2 separate regions of the Zea mays genome follow, and region 2 is linked to region 1. A link is a contact called in public Hi-C data. All regions are on one chromosome and are shown on one strand. Each heading gives the region's core, a stretch centred on a gene start, on an enhancer-like site or on the middle of the called end of the contact. The rest is flanking DNA. Distances are from core to core; before and after follow the strand shown.

Region 1 (3,891 bases), core at 1,123-3,622:
ATACTAGTTTGAATATATACACATTACCCAATAAAAATTACCTAGAACACTAAACCCGTTTGAGATTTTGAACCGCAAGCCTTAACTTGCATTGTTGAACTGTTTGAGGCTGTTAACATAAACTCACTCCAAAAACAAATGTCGTTCTCGTTTTCTGATAAATAAAAAACTTTAATAAATAATATTAACATTTATAGTATAAAATTTGTATCAGATCGTTGAATCTATTCTTATAATAAATTTATTTGAAATTGCAAATATTTTTAATGTTTTCATAAATTAAATTAGTATTTAAAAATAACAAATATAGACGCATGGACACTTATTTTTTTTAATAAAGAAAGTATACGTAATACCATGAAGTGATGCATTGAGACTAGGATTGTTAATGTCGCGAGTGAGAAACCTTTGTTTATAGGGATGACAATTTAATTCTCATAATTGAAATCCGACGGTTCCCGACCCTATATGTGTGGATATGGTTAAAGATTTTGACTGATAGGTGCACCGATACTATCCGAAGTTTTATGTGTGGGTTTATATTTCACCTACGGGTAAACTACATCCGACCCAAAAATTAGTTTATTCTTTATTTGGCAAAAAATGTTAAGATACAATATTAATTATTATGAAAAAGTAACTTCACTAATGATTCATTAAATGTGTTGTTACTGCTTAATGTGAGAAGGTTTAAAATCTGTAGATTTAACTTAATTATTGTTAGTACTTAATTGTTTATAGCTAAATTGTTGTTTAAAATTTTACGCCCGCGTGTGACCTGAAACTCACCCGAAATCCGATAGGTGCGGGTTTAGAATTATACCCACAGATATAATTGTGGACTGGTTTAGACATACTTCAACTGTAAACGACGAGTTTTTCTGCACTCAATTCGAACTTGACCTATTCGCATCCCTATTAATAACAATATAGAACAACGTACAGTGGGCCGGTGGGCTAGATAATGATCTACCCGATGAAAGTTTGGACCACAGCCAATTGAGATCCAGATAGGCGATATCGAGATCTTTGGATGGTACAGAATAACCTAACACGTTCCGCACGCCCCCTGATTATTTTTTTATTTGTAGTTCAGCCTTGCTTCGAACGTACCAAGTGGTGACGATGTGACATTTCCAACCATTGCATGCACGAGAGGACTTCTCGGATCAATTGCTTGCATCGAGACGTAATTCCTGCCTGTAACCGTAAAGAATGGCGTGTTGTTAGATGATAAAATATGGTGAAACCCGGAGCGTTCGGAACTGAACGTGGAAGTCAGTTGGAGGAACAGCGTTCACTTTTTGGGTCTTTGATTTGATGAATGATCTAGCCCATCATCATCTTTTACTTCTCATTTTTTTTGTGAAATATAATGAGTTGATCCATCACCATCTCATTCCTCATAGTTAGTTAGCACTAGTACGATAAATATAGTCATCCTACCAAATTTGAAAATGAATCCATAATGCATCACCTCATGGAGTGATTTCCTCAAACCAAACACCTTATTTAGATGTCATTTGATTCACATATTTGTAATATAATGGGTAACTAATAATGTTAAATTTTTGTTATTTAGGTCTAATTATAATCAGGCATCACACTAAAAATTGATACCGACATATTCAAACTTATTACCGTTGATACTCAAGCGTAAATCATTATCATTGCCCTCTACGTTACATTCTAGTTTCTTCTGTTCGGTATAGATCTTCCGGTCCCCATGTGTTCCAGATTGTCGGCGTCTGCAAAATCTTTTTCTTGGTGTAACTAAAAAGATATACTGAGACCTATAAAAAAAGATATACCGAAATAGTTTACACACGTAAGGACTTGTTCGGTTAGCTTTCAATTCATGTGGATTGAGTGTGATTGTGTGAGTTTAAATCCCAAGCAAGTCAAACTTTTTCTTAATTTTTTCCAATCTCATCCAATCTATAGGTGACGGAATTAACCGAACAAAGCTTAAGCTGGATCTAGGTCAAGGGTAGTCGGTAAACACCACCGGTCCACCCCTCAAAATGATCATCTCAATCGAAAGTCCGGAACGGTAAGTAGCGTCTGAATTGAAGGAGATTAACTTTTTTCTATTTAATTTTTATCAGTGAGAGATTTAATTTCTCTAATCCTCTACGATCTAGACATAATCGAAAAGGCCCTGAGGCGGTGGGCTTTCAGTTTTCACAAATTCTCAGCGAGACAGATCGGTGAAGAGTGAGGCCATGGCTCAGCCCGTGTGATGCCTGAAAACTTTGATGTTGGGCCACAGGTTACAGAATCTTGGACCGCGGTGGGTTTCAGGCTTGGGCCAACTCTGGCAGCAGTACAGCCCCACACGCATGGGTGACAAGGATGCGCCTGTTTGGTATGTGCTCTCCGGCCCTGTACCCTCCTTTCCACGTATCGGTGGATTTTCGGGCCGGGAGTACGATGGGATGGGCCCAGCTCTTACAACCAGACTTGTCGATTTCGTGTGCTCAACCAACGCCTCGAGTAGCACAGGCCCTTAAAAAAAAATGTTTTAGTTCTATAATACGATTAGTTTTGAATAAATCTTGAAGTCACGATATGTTATATCTTTCATCGTAACGTATGGAAATTATTTTTATTTTTTTTACCTGGCCTTTTCTATTCTCTATCTGATCTCCTCTAACTAACTTTATGACTGTAGAAACAGTCCTATGCTTAACATAATTTGGATAGAAATAAGAATCCAAACTCAAACACATCTTTTCTGTTTGTATTAAAGAAGAGGTAAAATGCCTTACCACCGAATCTGCAAGAAGTCAAGAACTAGAGTCATTTATCTAGTTCTGCATGGCGATGATTAAATTCAATGTATATATTTATCTACATATATACTACAACGAACAATCGGGTTGAACCACTGCATGGCGATGATGACTCGACATGCATGCAGTCAATATATGGAATGGAACCGGGGCCATGGAAAGGCGCCGATGCTTGACGAGCTTGTTGATGCCACCGAGCTCGACGACAAAGACACGGACGGCGATGCGACCTGTGACTGCACAGGCTCCAGGCTCCAGAGTCTATCTCGATGGCACGCCCGCTCAGTGCTGGAGGTGTTACCCCATCGGAATCACCCCGCTGGAGCTCCCATGGCATCGTACAGACGCACACGCAGGGGCTTTTGAAGCCACGCTCCCCTCGCGTGCATCAGACCGCTGGAGTCGGAGCTCCTCGTCTAGGCTTCACGCGTTGGGGCATCAGAGCCTCCAACCTTCTGGTCTGCACGAGCTGGTGTGCTAGGAAGATGTCCCTCCCATTCGGCACATGACAGGAAGCAGAAAGACCAGAGAGAACTTGGGGGGTCGTTTGTTGTGCAGATGAAAACAGTGACAACTAGGAACGGCAGCAAATCGCATAAAGCAGAGGTGGAGTATTTATCCGTGTGCGAGCAATCGACTCAGGGGCGGAACCACCACCCAGGGCCCAGGCACCACACACGATGGTCAGGGCTGGGCGCCCGCTGTAATAGACACAAGCAAGAAAGCATCATACGCAACCAACGTAGTATTTGGGCGCAGGCAAAGGCGTGGAGGATCGTAGCGTTTTGCCTGGCCTGTCTTCAATTTCTGGATCTGCCACTGCAATCGAGCATTTACACGACTAGTGCTAAAAATTAGGTTGAGCTAGATCCGCATGGCTCAAATTTATTGTGCTTTGGACCAAACAGGTTTAGACTGAAAAGGCTAAAAAAACGTTCGAGTCTTGTCATGCCAGCCCAAAGAGTAAAAACAATGGTTCAGTCTGGTCTTAGAGTATGTCGGGTCTTCATTAGCCTCTACCGATCCAAGCCCAGCTCATATATTCGAACAACGAAAATCCAAATATTACAACCATATAAAGTCCATAGCTTACTAG
Region 2 (3,941 bases), core at 277-2,776, 200 kb before region 1:
AGGCTAGTAGCTTATATAAACATGACTCCTATATAAAACAGCAATGTGACTGAAAAGATCAACCTGTGTTCCAGTGCGTAAAATAAAAACAAGTATTTAGTGGATATTTTCCTGAACAGAATTGGGCCCGTGCATGACTTGGGATCACCGGGTCACCATCACTACACAACTCAAGGGTCGCTTCCGTGCTTCACAAACACAACGATACACACGCAACACGCTAGCAGAGTAGCAGCAGGTACTGGGCGCTCACCGTGCGGTCGAGATCCGCGACGTTGCGGAACTCGACGTCGAAGTCGAACGGCACGGGTGGCTGCGGCAGCGCCCGCGCCGCGGCGCCGGCGGCCGCGTCGGCGTCGGCCCGCGCAGCGCGGCCGCAGATGAGGCGCGCGCAGACGAAGACGATGAAGGTGGCGCTCATCCCGAAGCCGATCACCGTGGTCACCAGATTCAGCCCGGACCCCAGCATCTCCGCCGCCCCTTCCCTCGCGGCGCCGCCACGGCCGCACTACCCAGTCCAGCCGCTGACAGCCAACGCCCCGCCCTCTCCCAAAAACGCGCACGCGAACCGAGCCGCAGCGGATTAAGCAGCGAGCAGCTGCGGCCGGGGCGGCGTATAATAAGAGCGGCGCGGCGGGCGGCTGGGGTCGGGCAGCGGAGGGCTGGTGGGCATCGGCGCGGGGTTTGGGATTTGGGATTTGCGTGGGCCGCTGGCAAGGAATGATGCGCCGCGGCGCGGCGCGGGGCGGGCCGGGGCGGGCGGCGGGAGTTGGCGGATTCCCGGAGTTGGTGAGCGAGGTCCTGGGAGAAACAAGTATCTCCCTCGTCTCGTCTCCTCCTGTGCGTGACTTGCGAGGGTGGGGGTGCCTGCCTTGCGCTGCGCGACGCTAGTCGCCTCAGCTCAGCAGCTCAGCGCCTCAGCACAGCAGGGATCTGCCGCTGGGCTGCTGCTGCTGCTTCTTCTCTGGCGACTGAGCCTTGCCCAGGGAACTTCGCTTCGACTGCGTACGTATGACGCGCGGGACCGGCGTCACAGCGGGGTCAGCTGTCATGGACGGACCACGGCTTGTGATGGGTGCCGTGGCCGGAGCCAGTCTGCACGGGTAGGGATGCACGCGGGGCCCGCCGCGGCGGTGTGGCAGGGCGAGGACATGAGGTGCACGCCGGGGAATCGTCCAAGATTCGGCAGTCGCCACTCGCCACGCGAGCGGGACAGGGCTCCACGGGCTTTTCAGCTTGCAAAGATCTTTTCCAGAACGAAACGACGGTTGGCGTCTGGCGACATACGAAGCTGGTTGGTAGAACTATGAACATTTGATGAACTGCCACCCCCCACTGTGTTCGTGAACAACTGCGGATCTGTTGTGTTGGGTTAGTCTTTTTGATACAGTTCGCGTCGACATGACGTACAAATCTACTTTTTTTCCTCAAAAACTTACCTAAAACGTCAAGTTCGGAGGTGTCGATGTACTAGTGTCATGTCTGTGTACTCGATGATCTGACCTCCTATTATGACAATATGCCCTAATGTGGGCTTCCAGGATTTGGGCCGGATGGTTTTCTCTTTTTAGATCATGTTTGAGTTGTATTGTACTGTTACCGCCCACTTCATAACGAGGATTTAATGTTTTTTTCTCTTACTACAGAGACTAACGGCAATTTCACTCTATTTATAACATTGTGTTTTATCTTCACGATTTTTAAAACGACATTGCTGTTCGTCCCAATCTATAACATTGTGTTTTAATTTTTAACACGGGGCACGGGTGTTGTGACCAATGGCAGTGGCAAGCAGACGAGCAACTTGAGTGGTAGGCGTGGAGGCGCGCAACTAGGGCTGGAGACGAGCCGACTCGGCTCGGCTCGAAGGTGGCTCGCGAGCTGGCTCGGCTCGGCTCGCGAGCCACACCCTGATATATATAATTACATTATATAGTGAATTATTAGTATATAAATATAAAATATATAGATATCATTCATCATTATGAGTAATCTAAATTATTAATTGTCATATATCTATCATGAAACGCTAAGGAACAAACTGACTATCTATAAAATTAGTCAATATCCATAATTATTCTATATATTTAGTAATTTAGCAAAGCTCGCGAGCCGGCTCGCGAGCTAGAACGAGCCGGCTCGGCTCGCTACCACAATGAGCCCAAAAGACAGGCTCGGCTCGGCTCACTCGAGGCTCGCGAGCCGCTCCGATCTCGAGCCGGCTCGCGAGCCTCGAGCTTATTTTCCAGCTCTACGCGCAACAGTGGCGGGTGGGCTGACGGCTCGAGCAGTATGGGTCGTGAGGCAACAGCTCAGGCTCACCGTGTATATAGGCCCTCTAACATGTTTTGATGGTTGAATATAATAAAATAATAAGAGGCTAATTAACTTAGAAAAATACAAGGTTCAAGGTGAAACTTAACACAACTTCACGTTCCAAACTATCATTCTAGTTTCATGATCACTCTTGGTCGCTAAACATCAAAGCAATTGTAGTTTCGAGAGATGCACATCTCGTCACCTGCTAAACTTATGACTTCACCCGAGCTTGACTCGGGCGTGGTCAGTGGTCACCAAGTCTGAAGCACATATAAAAAGCTAATGGTAGTACCGTGTGTATGATTATACTTGGAGGGCTTAGTTTGACATAAAAATAATGTTTGATAGTTGTAAGGAAAATGAATAGGCATTTGTAATTTTGCAAGAAGCGTGGTGTATGCTGTGCTCATGATCATTGATATACTATCAATTTATAAATATAAGTGCAAAGTGATCATCATTCCACCTCTTTCATAAGTTCCTTAACTCTCACTACATCAGTTTAATAGAAAGAACATCCAAATGATTTTGTTTGAAGACTTCTGGTATTGAGAAAGATCTCTGCGGGGATATACAACTATACCCACACGAGGACCAAGAATGGACCTCCATACCCGTGTGTCTAAGTAAGGGTTGCCTCAGGGTTCTGACTTTTCCTTTATGTAGCTCTCAAACGCACAAATGGTCTGAAGATGTACCGGAAAATTTGGTATCATAAAAGGTCATTAATTTGCCCAATAATGTTTTCATCCACTAGTTGTACTCTAATACCCTCTTGTGAGAATACATGCCTTCAATATCATAGAAACACTAATTTTAGTTTCAAAGGTCATCTATGGTTTCAAATTGTTTGTTCTACAACTTTTTTTTCCAAAGATGATCTATTATTTTGAATTCTTTGTTCTACAACTTTTCCCCAAATGTATCATGGAAAACATGTGTCTTACGATATTTAACAAGCATTGGAGAGTGCTTCCATATATTTTGGCTAAGTTTCCCGAGGACTTCATTTTTTGCAAGGAATGTAGCCTAATGTTGTGCGTGTTCTACACGACTTGATACAAACATTGTATATGTATACCTTCAGTACATGGGATTATTTGGAACTTGATATCACAAAAAATCTTTAGTATACCTTATAACTTTTTTATCCTCCACTAGTATCATAATACCCTCTCGTGCGAATAGAATGCCCTCTACATCAGAGAAACATCATTTGTGGCTTAAAATATGATCTATTATTTTAATTTCTTCATATTCCAACTTTTTAGCAATTGTATGATGGAAAAAAGATGCCTTACAACCTTAACTAGGGATGAAAACGGTTTCGGAATTTTTCGGTATTCCGGAAACCGATTTCGAAATTTTTCGATCGGATTCATCGGTAACGATATTTTTTGAAAACGGATTCGGTTTTCGGAATTTTCTACCGGAATCGGTATCGGAATCGGCGTGGTGTTTTACCGACCGTTTCCTTCGGTTACCGGTTTTTGTTGGAAATTACCGGATTTGTGTCTCGGAATTTTCCGGAATTGTGTCTCGGAATTTTTCGGAATTGTGTCTCGGAATTTTCCAGCATGTGATTTTTCGCATCGCATGTACGTCTCTAGATAAGGATTACT

What was found. Hi-C and Micro-C count contacts between places; a contact is called where the count stands out from the background.
Region 2: a Hi-C map of ear shows a contact between it and region 1, with 2.9 times the contacts expected there. The contact joins the promoter of LOC103653907 here to the enhancer-like site in region 1. A contact is called at or near these places in 7 of 25 Hi-C or Micro-C datasets (bundle sheath, ear, endosperm and 3 more).

Annotation. Positions count from the first base shown.
Region 1 is chr4:160,633,687-160,637,577 of Zm-B73-REFERENCE-NAM-5.0, reverse strand. No RefSeq gene overlaps it. Among protein-coding and RNA genes, the nearest start is that of LOC109945571, 13 kb to the left of the region's middle. Within about 2 kb of position 2,372, at least 20 of the 20 cell types and tissues checked have an H3K27ac peak or open chromatin away from gene starts, as enhancers often do. A contact at or near this core is called in bundle sheath, ear, endosperm and 3 more, where this site is marked.
Region 2 is chr4:160,833,171-160,837,111 of Zm-B73-REFERENCE-NAM-5.0, reverse strand. LOC103653907 (RING-H2 finger protein ATL72) reads right to left here and starts at 1,526. Exons shown (of 3, transcript XM_008680715.4): 1 at 254-1,526. The coding sequence starts at 469.